Regions from separate parts of the Mus musculus genome. Here region 2 is linked to region 1. Evidence: chromatin contacts called from public Hi-C data. All regions are on one chromosome and are shown on one strand. The core of a region is the stretch at or near the end of the contact, and the rest is flanking DNA. Distances in the headings are between cores, read along the strand shown. Region 1 overlaps Chrnb4 (cholinergic receptor, nicotinic, beta polypeptide 4). Region 2 overlaps Nrg4 (neuregulin 4).

Region 1 (6,529 bases), core at 2,086-4,585:
CTGCACAAGCTGCCCACCTTCCTCTTCATGAAGCGCCCTGGTCTGGAAGTCAGCCCCGCCAGGGTCCCTCATTCCAGCCAGCTGCACTTGACCACAGCTGAAGCTACGTCCACCTCTGCCTTAGGCCCCAGCAGCCCATCCAACCTCTATGGGAATTCCATGTACTTTGTGAACCCTGTCCCTGCCACTCCTAAGTCTGCAGTCAGCTCCCACACGGCAGGCCTCCCCAGGGATGCCCGGCTGAGGTCCTCTGGGAGGTTCCGGCAAGATCTACAGGAAGCATTAGAGGGCGTCAGCTTCATCGCACAGCATTTGGAGAGTGATGATCGAGATCAGAGTGTAAGTCGCTGCCCTGCCCCCACCACTTACTTAAGCCACCCACATGGAAATGCTGTGTTATAGCTTCCTAGGTGAGGAAGAGTTAAAAACAGTGATCTTCCTGTGTTGGTTTGGGTTGACCCAAAGCAGTTTTCTGAGATAGGGTTTGGGTTCAGGTAGCTTACTTGTGCTATAATCCTAGGAAACAGTGTGGAGGTGGAGAAAATAAAGGCAAAAAGTAGGCTGGCTCTAGAGTATTGGTGAGCCTACTGTTGTGGGTGCAGTAGCCCCATGGAGAGCCCCAAGGAGCCAGACAACTAGCCTCAGAATAGTCCCTTGGATGAAGGCTGGAATATTTATCCTCCAGCACCATCCCCCTCCAGTTGACAACAGCCCTTGGATGGGATCTTTCTCATGATTCCCTTTATGCCCAGTTGCCAGAGCAAGCAACCTGGGTGATAGAGAAAACCCTGACCAGAACTGAGAGGAGCAGCATGCCCTGGAGTAAATGGTTCTCAGTGGATTTGAAGAGGTCCAGCCATCCTTAGAGAGCACAGCTTGGGCTGGCTGCTCCTATTCATGCCGACTTGCAAAGCAGCAGGAGTATAGAAACATCAGTAAAATAACTATTTCTACCAGGCTAATAAACTGTCATGTGGGGTGACTAGAATTACAGATTTTCTAAAATGAGGTTAAGCTCTTCTTCCCAGGAAACCATGAATTCTATAGTCCATGCATCTCAAATAGCTCCTCTGAGGAAATTACATATGTGTTTCAGTTTCATTCTGTTGCTGTGACAAACCAAGGATGAGTAGCAACTCCAGAGAGGGAAGAATCTTCTTGGCTTATACTTGTAAGTCACAGTCCATCACTTAGGAAAAGCAGGGCAGAGACTCAAGGTAGGAACTTAAAGCCAGGCCTGCTTACTATTCCAACAGGATTACCTCTAGCAGGGGAACTCACCACAGCCAACAGTGATGACAGAAAACTTGGAGGAAGGCCACTTGCTGGCTCACTCACACTCATGCTGATCTAGCTTTCTTATGCATCCCAGGCCACCTGCCCAGGGAATAGTGCTGCCCACAGTGGGCTGGGCTCTCCTACATCAATTAACAATCAAGACAGTCTCCCATACACAAGCTCGCAATCCAGACTGTTCAAGGTAATCCCTCAGTTGAGACTCTCTTCCCTGGTGAGTCTAGGCTGTGCCAAGTTGACAATGGAAACTAGCTAGGATTATGGGTAAGGAAGATTTTACAATGGAGACCTTCATGGTTAGACCTTCCTATGCATTTCAAATGCATGACAATGTTCCAGTTTTTATGTTGCAACATTGTGTCTAGCCACTTGGCAGCTACACGAACAAAAGAGGATTCCTTCTTACCTTTTTGCAATTTCTTCCTGACAACTGGAGTCTCAGGAGAGAATTCTGGTGTTCCATTAGTTAGCACCAACTGAAAAGCATGGGCTGCAAAAGTTCCAGAATCACACCGTGAGGAGGAAAGAAGAGATCTGCTGAGAAAAGGAAGACAGAGCCTGGTGCTCAGAGAGTAGCTCGCCCTGTGGCCTCAGCTTCAACGGGGGTCTTATTAGATTCCTCTCAAGCCTCCAACTCAGAATTTTAACCAGATCTCAGGGACCTCCTAGGCCCATTGCAGTCAGAAGCACAGCTCTGTTGTATTTGATCATATTATTCTTTCTTTCATTCTCTTCTCCACTTCTCTCCCTCATCTCTTTGTGGCTTAAACTGGGCTTGAACTCACTACATACCTGAAGGTGGCCTTGAACTTAAAAAAAAAAAAAGTATCAATTCTTTACTCTTAGAACTGGCCTCATCGTCCACACCATGGCCACTCTGAGCTGCCCTGCGCATCGTATTCCTTCTTGTGTGTATCACCATTCCTACTGAATCATGACTTCTCACCTGTTTTTGTTGTCCTTCACCACTTCAGTCAAAACACTCAGAAATGCTATTGGATCTTCTCTTTTCTTGAGATAGTGTTTCATGGAGCCCAGGAACTCACTATGTAGTTGAGGATGTCCTTAAATTTCTCTTCCTACCTGTGCTGCCCCAGGGCAGGGATTTCAGGCACATGCTACCACCTAGCTTTTATTCTGGTGCTGGGGATCAAACCTACGGTTTTGTACAAGTTAGGCGAAAGCCCTATCACTAAGCTGCATCCCCAGGACTATACCTTGGATTTCTGTCTTCCAGCCTCCACCTTCCAAGGGTTAGAATGACATCCTCGACTGAGGCGGGATTTCTGGGGGAAGCTTTAGGAACCACTTCTTAAACTCCTGTGGGTCTCTGTGCACATCCAGGTTGAGAAGGTCTCCTGCACCCCTGCATGAACTAGCCTTCATCCTAAGCTTGGAACTTGCAGGGCTTCCCCAAGAGGGAAGGAGCCAGGTAGAACTCAGTGGGATTGTAATCACCTGTGTTCCTGCCAAGCCAAATTTACATCAGGTGCTCTGGCAGGAGTGGACAAACAACTCTGACTCCTCCAGGGATCCTGGGAAAAGTCCTTATTCCACAATGGGAAGCAGAGGCCCAGAGATATCGTCTGACTTGTCTGGGGTCACACAGCTGGCACACAGCTGCAATCCTTTGAACCCTAAGGCCCCTCTAAGGATCTTGCCCCATACTGTGCATATGACGATGATTGGCAAGCTGACTTTCTCACATGTGGTTAGAGAAGTCTGCCTCCCCTCTCCTGGCATGCTCACTCCTAAGCCATCCCTGGAGCTGTTTGTCATCTACAACACTTTTGCTCTCCATGGTGACTAACTGGTCACTGTAGATAGCTCAAAAACATAAAAAGATGGAAATATGCCTGAAATTAAGGCTGTCAAAATGAATCCCCCAACCCTAATATCACTGTGTGGAGAGTCCTGCAGTGCCTTCTGGATCTTAGGAACAGGAACAATCGGTATTTGAGGGAGTGGAGGCTGGTCTGACAGGATTATCCTGAAGTGTGACACACTCCATTGATGGGGCCCTGGAAAATTGGGTCACTGACGTCAGCTTGCCCACTGATGCCTGCGTTTCTAACTCTTGAGTCTTTTCAGAGCCTTCCCAGCTAGGGGGTGGGGAAGAGAGGCTGAGATGCTGGGTATATGGACACTCTGTGGTACCCCTGAAGGCCAGCCAGGTTTCTGCTAGGACTACATCCTGGGATTGGGTCTGAGAAGGCGAAGCCTATGTAAAGCAACAGAGTTGAAATGCTAGAGAGCCAGATGATGAGGCCAGAGGAGGTAAAGTCTTCATTATAGAAAACAGCTATTTCTACAGTCCACTGCTGTTTATATATTTCACTGCTGTAAATAGCATGGAACGCTTTAAACTGTGGGGTTTCCAAATGTTATGCAAGCCCTCCTGTCAAGCAGGTGGGCCCTTCATCTCCCTCTCTGCAGAGCTATCTCAGGCAGAGGATTTAGGGTTAAAAATCAGAGGAAGGAACTTGTGATTCCCTAAGCTTCACCCATAACCAGATTTGGCTTTAAAATCACTGTGTGTGTGATATATTTGGGTCTCTGTTTCTGCATCCATGGATTCAGTCGACTGTGGGGATAATAATGGGTGGAAAAGGTGTCTTCACTAAGGTGTACTTCCCTCCAGGTCATTAGTCCCCCAAATACAAACCAACGACAACTCGTATAGCACTTCCACTGTGTTAGGAACTCACCAGGTCTATAGACACTGTAACTACAGGGGAGGGTTTCATGATGTCTTATGTCTTAATTGCTAAGATGAACTCCATGACCAAAACCAACTTGGTATAGAAAATTTAGCTTACATATCCTGAGTCATAGCTCATCAAGGGGAGCCAAGGTCCGAACTCGAGGCAGGAACTGAAGCAGAAGCCATGGAGAAACACCGTTCACCTGCTTGCTCCTCATGGGTGGCTCAGCCTGCTTTCTTATACAACCCAGGACCACCTGACCAGGAGTAGCAACACCCACAGTGGGCTGGGTCCTCCACATCAATCATTAACCACAAGAACACCCTACAAACTTGCTGACGTTCCCTCTTCCCAGAGGACCCTAATATGTCAAGATGACCAAAACCTAACTAGCATATATGAGTTAGATGCAAATATTGCACTCTTTCTGTGGGCTTTTGAGCAGCATCAGGGTTGAGAGGTCCTAGGGGATCCAGAGGAGACTGAGGGACGTCTGTATAGCCCAAGTCCCCATGGCTTTGCTACTCCCTCCCCCAAGCCCAGTCAGGTCCGGTGAGGTTGGAGAACATCATGAGGAGCCCGGCAGAGGTCAGCCTGGGATTCAGAACCTGCCACAGCAATGCCTAGTTCTGCCCCGTGCTGCCTGTGTGATGGTGCTCAGCTGTGAGGCTGTGACTCAGAGGGAGGAGCTACCCTGTGCTTGGCACCTGTAACCAGCCTCTGTTTGTCTGCAGGTCATCGAGGACTGGAAATTCGTCGCAATGGTCGTCGACCGCCTGTTCCTGTGGGTGTTCGTGATTGTGTGTATTCTGGGCACCATGGGGCTCTTCCTGCCACCCCTCTTCCAGATCCACGCACCCTCCAAGGGCCTCTAGGCTACCCAGCGTGTTATGGGGCCCTGGGTTGTAGTGGGATGATATGAGCAGCCTAGTGGGCAGTTTACTGCTTCATCTGGGTTGTAGCTAATGAGACCCTAAGTAAAGCTAAGACTATTGGCAGTCAGCCTATCAATCTAGCCACGAGAAGGACAGAGATAGGTGGCTTGCACTGATCGCTCTGAATATCTTCGAGTAAGTCCCTTGAAGGAGGGGGATTAGGTGGCTGAAGTCCATTCTGGCCTCCTTCCTTCCATGTGCCAGGCACTGGAGTCAGACAGCTGTGTATCATCCCATCACACCCCAGCCCACCTTCCCATCCATCTCCCTCCAATCCAGGCTACCCACTAGATTCCCTGGCCGTCTTTCATTTCCTCTCACACTTCCAGATTCTTCCAGGTTAGAACCTTCAAATCTGCTGTAGCTACCGCCCAAACCTCAGACTCTCAATTCCCAAGCTTTTTACATGTCTGCACTAGGCAGAGATCTACTCCCATGATCCTCTGTTCCAATATGTCACTTCCTGTACAAGCCTTCCCTAGCCATGCATTCCAAAGCAGCGTCTCCCATAACCACATTAAACCTCCAGCTTTCTTGAGTGTCCTCCATTGGCAGCTGCAGTCCTTAGTTGGTGGCACACTAGTCACCAGCACCTTGCCCATTAAAGTCTATGCTCAACAAGGGTCGGAGTGTGTGAATTCACATTCACACTCCAGAGCCTGGGACAGAGCTCTGCACACAGAAGGTGCAAAATAAATGTTTGTTGAATGAATGGCTCCTGCTCTCCTTCAAACACACACACACACACACACACACACACACACACACACACACACCCTCTGAGTAGCTGTCCTTGCTCCCTTCCTGCTTTCTGCCTTTACACCATGGTTGGTTCAGGCCTGTCTCTTTCTCACACTGATCTGTTTCTCTCACGGTGCCTGCCCCACTGTTGGCACTCAAGATACTTCTGGAATTAAGGAGTGTTAGTGGCTTTTTTAAAAAAATAAATGTTGAGCCAGGTGTGGTGGTTCACGCCTTTAGTCCCAGCACTTGGGAGGCAGAGGTAGGCGGATCTCTGAGTTCGAGGCCAGCCTGGTCTACAGAGTGAGTTCCAGGACAGCCAGGGCTACACAGAGAAACCCTGTCTCATAAAAACAAACAAACAAACAAAACAATACAAAAAAAATGTTGCTGTTTTCCTTTTACCCAGCTAGCTCCCAAATAATTTTGACTGGACTATTGTATTTATTTAAGAAGCTTTAAAGGCACAACAACGAGCAGCATTATCTATTTTAATCCTCTAAACTGATCTGGCTACCTCCCAGTCAAAACCCCAGTGATACTTGCATTTTAGTACTGATCTGGCTCTCTGGGCTCCAGGTGTTTTCTTATGGCATCTCCTGGACTCTCTACCCAAAGAGAATCCCCACTCTCCTCCTGCCCCCTTCCCTGGATGGGAGGAAGTCCAGACCTAGTCTCTCCCCTGCTTAGCCATTGACCAATCAGGGAATAATTGGGGAGCAATGTTTACATAACATTGAGACTGGAAATTCTCAGAATAAGAATTACAATCAAATGTGGGGGCACAGAAATCAGCGTTTGAATAATATAAAGGTAATCTTTACACAGGGTATTATTTCATGCCTACAAGGG
Region 2 (6,529 bases), core at 1,788-4,287, 250 kb before region 1:
AGTTTTGCTAATGGAACATTTGGCGCATTATAATGTCCTCCAAACAGGATAACCTCCCTTAAAATATAAATTTTAAATTATTTTAGGTGCTGATTTTCAACCTTAATTCTTCCATCAAGAATGAAACTATTTAAAAATTAAGATGCCAACAGGTAATTTCTTGTAAGTTCATACTTCTTGTCTATGTGTGAGTTTATTTAGTAAGAAAATGACCAATGTATATTAATATAAAGCTATATTGTTTCCCATGCAAAGCCTTCCAAAAACATTAGTTTAGCTTTAAAAGACCTATATAACATAAATCTATTTTATTTTTTATTTTTGTTTTATTGGGTTTTTTCTTCTTACAAAGTGACAGATTCTAGCTTTCTATCTGATATCAACTTCTCAAATTCTAAGTGAATGAAATCAGAATAAAATTAGCATAAGAGGTAGTAATTCAGGTTAGGTGAGTAATGTTAGAAGTTGGTTTATTAAGACATGGCTTTGTATAAAAAAGAAAAGGGAATCTGAAAAAAAAAAACGTTTGAACCAGTTCATTTTTGTTTCTGTAACACTACATTCTTTGTAGTGTTTTTTCTTCTTCTTCGGTATTATATACCTTTTTTTTGATACATTCATAGTCGCAACCTGAAATTCTTGTTTCTAAAGTAAAAGGAAAATTTAAACTTTTCAAATTCAGACTGGAGATTTCTAGCTCCTTGCAATTATATGTTGATAGGTATCAATATTTTAGAAGTCAAAATACTAGCAAGTTTGTTTTTTTTTTTAACAGCATATTGTTTTTTAATGCCAAGTTGATGTCAAAAGGAAATACTGCCATTTTCTTCTTCACATGAGATGACTCTAGATCATGTTTTAGGTAGAAACAAACTAGCAACATGCAGTTTAAAGCTCTATGGTGTTCTCTTTAAGGAGAAAGTCTCAATTTTCCCATGTAAATAGTAGTTGATGAAGACTGGTAAAGGAAATGTCAAAGGTGAAAGAGAAAGTGAAGCTGGAAGAAAAGCAGGCAAAGAGGAAAGCAAGAGAGAAAACGTGACTTCTTTCCTCAGTAGTCTGTCCTTCCGGCCAGATCTAAGCAACAGGCTGAATTTTCAAGGCTTTTTTTTTTTTTTTTTTTTTTTTTTTTGGTGGGGTGAGGGGAGCTAGCACGGGAATCCCTCAAATCAACCCTCATGTGATTGTTCCTTTGTTTTTGGACATTGATATGTAAAAGTGTTTTTAGAAATCAGAATCTATTTCAATTATCTAAATCTTTCCCCACTACAATTCCAATTATATATATATATGTGTGTGTGTGTGTGTATATATATATATATATATATATGAATGAGTGAGTGAGACATAAACAGTAAAATAAAGATATAAATACAGCTTTGTCTAGGAAGTATCTAAATACTACAGAATCCACAGGCTGTGCAAGGGACAGGCATGTTTTGTAGTAAGACTGTTCTTTAACGGTGAAGATTTCTTATTTCTGTTACATAGCTTCTACACTTATTATTGTCAGCAGCCATATCCTTGGGCTAGAATGACTTTTAAGGGATAGATCCTGTTGCCAATGAAATAAGGAATAAAATTGTTTCACTTTGTGAAAAGAGAGTTCACTTTTGTAAAAAAACCAAATGCTGATTCGTTCATAGATGAGACGTTTGAACTCCAGGCGGCCTCAGAAAAGCGTTAACGGTGTCTATTTCGTGTGCATGTGTGTTGTAGATCACGAGCAGCCCTGTGGTCCCAGGCACAGGTCATTTTGCCTCAATGGGGGGATTTGTTATGTGATCCCTACTATCCCCAGCCCATTCTGTAGGTGAGTGCCGCGGCCTGGCCCGGGGGAGAGGGTGATTTCAGTTTCATCATTGGATTTGAAAAGAAGGTGGACCGTATAAGATGAAGGGGAGCGGGGATGTTCTGGTCTCTCGATGCAGGACAGTTAGCTTCTGGAAGAGAACAGAACAAGGCAGCAGAGAAAAGGCTCCATGTGGTGGTCATTTTCAAACCTGGTTTGGTAGTTACGAGCTTAGGCCGATTATGAAGAAGAACTCACTCGAGAGACCCTTCTGAATTTTAGAATTTTAGCAGTTCAGGGAAAATGATCTGGTCAACATTGTTAGAAAACATCATGAGAAATCGCTAGGATAGAAAGCTCAAACAAGACATTTTGCTTTAATTTAGAATGCTTAAATGCAAGCTATCCAAATAGTCTTTAACCTTCTCTTCCAATAGTTAGGAACTACTGTTGTAAGAGATTTAAAGGACATCATAGTTCATCCTCCAAATTCTAATTATTCAGTTCCAAGTTTAAGATTTTCCATTGTGACTTTTTCTTTAACCTATGGATATTATTTCTTGGTTTTAATCCCTTAATGTATAAATTAATTGCATCGTGGTCAGAATATTTGAACCATCGAGCTGTCTCTGCACCAAATAAGCTAAAAGACAGCACTAAGAATGCAGGATCAGGAGAGTCACTAAAATGGGAAGGGAGCCTGGCTGCCTGCAGCTTTTTTACTTGGCTAAATGTGTCTTTAGTACATTTTTGAAAAGTTACCCTCAATGAAAGTGAACAGGCAGTTTGCTGGTAAACACTAAATTTAAGAATGTGTCTAGTTCCTTCTGTTTCCAGTTTTGAACAGCAGTTGATGAATAGCCAACAGCACACTCTGAGCTTGTGATGGGTAGAGGGTAAGACTCTAGAGCTGGCCACCGAAGTGTGTAGCCATAAGTCAGGGGGGTTGGCCCTAACAACGAGTAAGCCATGTAACCAAGAGCTGTTCAACACCCTGGAGAAGAGGGGTCAGAGCTGGGTGAGGTGGGAGGACAGGGGAGACTGAGGGTCTAAAGGTTCAGGGGGTTTCAATGACAGACATTTTAAATCATGTATTGTTTTATTAAAAAATAATTTCCTTTCAATGACCTTAGGACCTCTATAGTTGTTATTATTATAGACTGAAATAGCAATATCTGAGGGTGATAAATTCATGTTCCATCCCGTCCATACTATTCCCTGTATTCCCAATCATCTTGTCATGGATAAACCCAGACTCATTTCTGACTGGTTTTTCTGGTTCAGCCAGTTGTCACTTTGGATTTCTTCTTTGCTCTATCTCTTTAATCTCTCCAGTCCTTTCTGTTTTTTACTGTCAGACCTTCCTGGCCCCAGGTTTGTCTAACAGAAATAATTCCCAAACTAACTCCTGGAGCCCCTTTTGCATCTCTGTACCTGCGAAATCAAGAAAACTTCAACAACAGAATCTACAGTTGCACACTGACTCTCTATGAAGTAAAACCTTACTGTTTTGCTTAGCTTTTAGGGCTTTTTTTACAGTTTGGAACCAAGCCTACTTTCGTGGCCTTTGCCTCAAGCTCGGTCAGTGCTTGATCTAGAAGCAACTGATTGCATTAGATACACTTTACATTACGCTGATTACCTAATATTTACAACTGTTCTGTCTCTTCTCTGTATGTAGCCACATTCAAAACCTACTAATATTTCAAGGCTACGTTCTCCCCGATCCTTAACCCCACCACAGACCAGAGCTGAGTTCTCCCTGTGCACTTCTACAGAAATGCGGGAAAGTTATTGCTTTATATGTTTGGTCATTTATATACTCTATACTATTTATTAAAATATAAATAGCCCCTAGTCTATCTCACTACCTGTAGACTGAATGATCCATCGTCCATGGTGAAGTTTTAGAAATAATTTTAAGTCTGAATCAGTGATCACTATTCTTTAGGGAAACAGGTAAGTGAATTATTTAAAAAAAAAAAATTGAAATGCTACAGTGGCCATGTCTAAATACACTTCGCAGCTCTGACATGATCTCCCCATGCATACCGTAAGTGGCACTTTCTCCTCTTGTCTGTACATCTTTCTGTGTTGAACTTTCTCAGAACCTACTCTGGCTTTCTTTATGGAATTTAACTTGCTAGACTTTTAAATAAATGATCTTAAGCTAACATTTTGATTGAACAGCTGATGTTAATTCCTCAGTACCACTTGGGCATGGCAGCTCAGTACTCAGAGCTGAAGGCAGTAGGATCGCTGCAGGTTCATGTCCCGCCTGGGAGATGATGGCAGACTCTGTCCTTGGTGTTTATTAAAACTGGCCTCGAAGCCTGGTTCATGGGCAGAATTTGAAGTGGTCAGCCTGTACTAGAGGAGAGTGTGAATTCTTAGTGATGGGTCCAGGGCTGTACATGTCCATTAGACCAAGCTTCTTGCTTCTCTAAAATCCTTCCTGTGTTTTTATCTGTTTGACTTCTCAATAAAGAGCTATGCCAAAAGTTCCTTCTGTAATTTTGAATCTTCAATGTGGTTTCTGCTCATTTTTACTTAAAATATTTTGAAATAATATTACTAAGTCCATATAAATGTATAATGGATTATTTTCTGGTAAATGTCCCTTTCATCATTGTATGATATTGACCTTCTTTGTCCCTAATAATGCTTTCTGTCTTTGCACATATAGTTCATTGACATTAGGGTGGGTAAACTAGTTGTCCTTTATTGAGTATTTGAATAGGAGATTTTTTTTTCTCTTCAACTTATTTTAAATGTAAGCTTAATTTTAAAAGCTTATTAAGAGTAAGCTTTTTTTAAAAAAAAATTCAGTCTGAAATGTTTTTCTTTTAATAAGAGTTAATCAAATTTTGTTTTTTTGGTTATATTACTAAAATTTTAGATTGGTTTGTAACCATCTTCCCTTGTGGTCTCTTGCTTTAAAGATTCCTTTGGGGTTTTTTCAATATGTTTTGGGTTTTTTGGATTTTTGTTTTTTTGTTTTTTTGTTTTTTCATTTTCTTTTGTAGCAAGATCTCACACTGGCCCAGGCTGGCCTGGAACTGCACTTATGTAACCCAGGCTGGCCTAGAACTCCTCTTACATAACCCAGGCTGGCTGGGATCCAGGCATGTGCTAGTACCATGCCTAGCTGCCTACTTGCCTTTAGTTCCAGGACCTTGAACTACGTACATCTAATTAGACTGTATAACACGTGTGCTAAGCCTGACTCCATGCTGCTTCTCCTGCCAAAGATGCTGTACTCCTCTGTGTGTGGAGTACATAGATTTCCACGCCCCATGAAGCCTTCTGGGTTCTTTCTAAGCACCTGTCGCCCCAGAGTCACACTAGCATGATTTATTAAGCCACAATTAGGTACTTTGTCTTTGTCATTCTAAGAATTCATTGCCAGACCCTTATCATGAAGCTTCCCCCTTGTTTTCTTCTGAAATGTTTATATCTGTGTTTAGGCCTTTGATCTATTTTATGTTAATCGTTGTGTTTGGTATGAGATAAGGTTTATTGGTTGATTGGTTGGTTGGTTGGTTGGTTGGTTTAATGTACCTGTGCAGGTTTTCTAGCATCATGTGGTGAAAACTGTCTTTTCTTCATTGAATTGTCTTGATGTCTTGTCCCAATATGTGAAGAGTTATGTCTGAGCTCTGTAATTCTGCTTCATTTGGTTGATAGTCTGCATATATATATGTGTGTGTGTGTGTGTGTGTGTGTGTGTGTGTGTTTCATTTTTTAAATGTGTATAAATGTCTTTCTTGTATCTGAGTGTTTTAGTTAGGGTTTCCATTGCTGTGAAGAGATACCATAAAGAACAACATTTAATTGGAACTGGCTTACTGGCTCAGAGGTTCAGTCTATTATAATCAAGGTGGGAGCATGGCAGCATCCAGGCAGGCGTGGGGCGAGATGAAAGTTCTACATCTTCATCCAAAGGCAGACAGGAGAAGTCTGACTCCCACGTGGTTAAGAGGAGGCTTTCATTGCCCAACCCCACAGTAACACACTTCTTCCAACAAGGCCATAACTCCAAATAGTGCCACTCCCAGGGCCAAGCATATTCAAACCACCACTGTATGTGTGTATATGTGTGCACCATGTGTTCCTAGTGCCCCAGAAGATCAAAAGAAGTATAATATCCCCTAGAACTGTAGTTATAGATGGTCTCAAGCCACCATGTGAATGCTGAGACTAGAACCTAGGTCCTCTGTAAGAGCAACCAGTGCTCCAAACCACTGAGCCATCTCTCCAGTCCCCTGCACTTACATTTTTATCACATTTTAATTGTTTAACATTTATTTATATGGGAGGGAGTGTGCATGCCATGGCATGTATGGAGGTCAGACTTGGCTCTTTCCACCATGTGGGATCTAGGAATCAAACTCATGCTACCCCGCTCAATGGAAACCACCCTTGTCCACTGAGCAAACCTGCCAGCCCTTATCACAGTATTTGATATTGTAGTTTTATAGTTAATTTTTAATTCAGGAAAGGAGAATTCTCCAGTTTTCATTTTCAAGAATGTTTTGGCTGATCAATGTACCTTAAAAGTCCCTTAGGGCTGGGCAGTGGTGGCACACGCCTTTGATCCCAGCACTTGGGAGGCAGAGGCAGGCGGATTTCTGAGTTTGAGGCCAGCCTGGTCTACAGAGTGAGTTCTAGGACAGCCAGGGCTATACAGAGAAACCCTGTCTCAGAAAACAAACAAACAAACAAACAAGTCCCTAA

What was found. Hi-C and Micro-C count contacts between places; a contact is called where the count stands out from the background.
Region 2: a Hi-C map of epidermal suprabasal cells shows a contact between it and region 1, with 2.7 times the contacts expected there. The contact joins two enhancer-like sites. A contact is called at or near these places in 15 of 39 promoter capture datasets (the C10 cell line, the HPC-7 cell line, cranial neural crest and 9 more), 2 of 15 datasets of contacts at CTCF or cohesin (the NIH/3T3 cell line and large pre-B cells), 1 of 484 Hi-C or Micro-C datasets (epidermal suprabasal cells), 1 of 115 datasets of contacts at active chromatin or transcription factors (embryonic stem cells) and 3 of 9 other capture datasets (adipose tissue, liver and macrophages).

Annotation. Positions count from the first base shown.
Region 1 is chr9:55,028,452-55,034,980 of GRCm38.p6, reverse strand. It overlaps Chrnb4 (cholinergic receptor, nicotinic, beta polypeptide 4), which reads left to right. Exons shown (of 6, transcript NM_148944.4): 5 at 1-339; 6 at 4,736-6,529. The coding sequence ends at 4,876. Among named protein-coding and RNA genes, the nearest start is that of Chrna3, 5.2 kb to the right of the region's middle. Within about 2 kb of position 3,335, at least 10 of the 459 cell types and tissues checked have an H3K27ac peak or open chromatin away from gene starts, as enhancers often do. A contact at or near this core is called in epidermal suprabasal cells, where this site is marked.
Region 2 is chr9:55,276,174-55,282,702 of GRCm38.p6, reverse strand. Nrg4 (neuregulin 4) reads left to right here. Exons shown (of 8, transcript NM_032002.2): 2 at 87-152; 3 at 1,720-1,813. The coding sequence starts at 143. Among named protein-coding and RNA genes, the nearest start is that of Nrg4, 4.2 kb to the left of the region's middle. Within about 2 kb of position 3,037, at least 5 of the 459 cell types and tissues checked have an H3K27ac peak or open chromatin away from gene starts, as enhancers often do. A contact at or near this core is called in epidermal suprabasal cells, where this site is marked.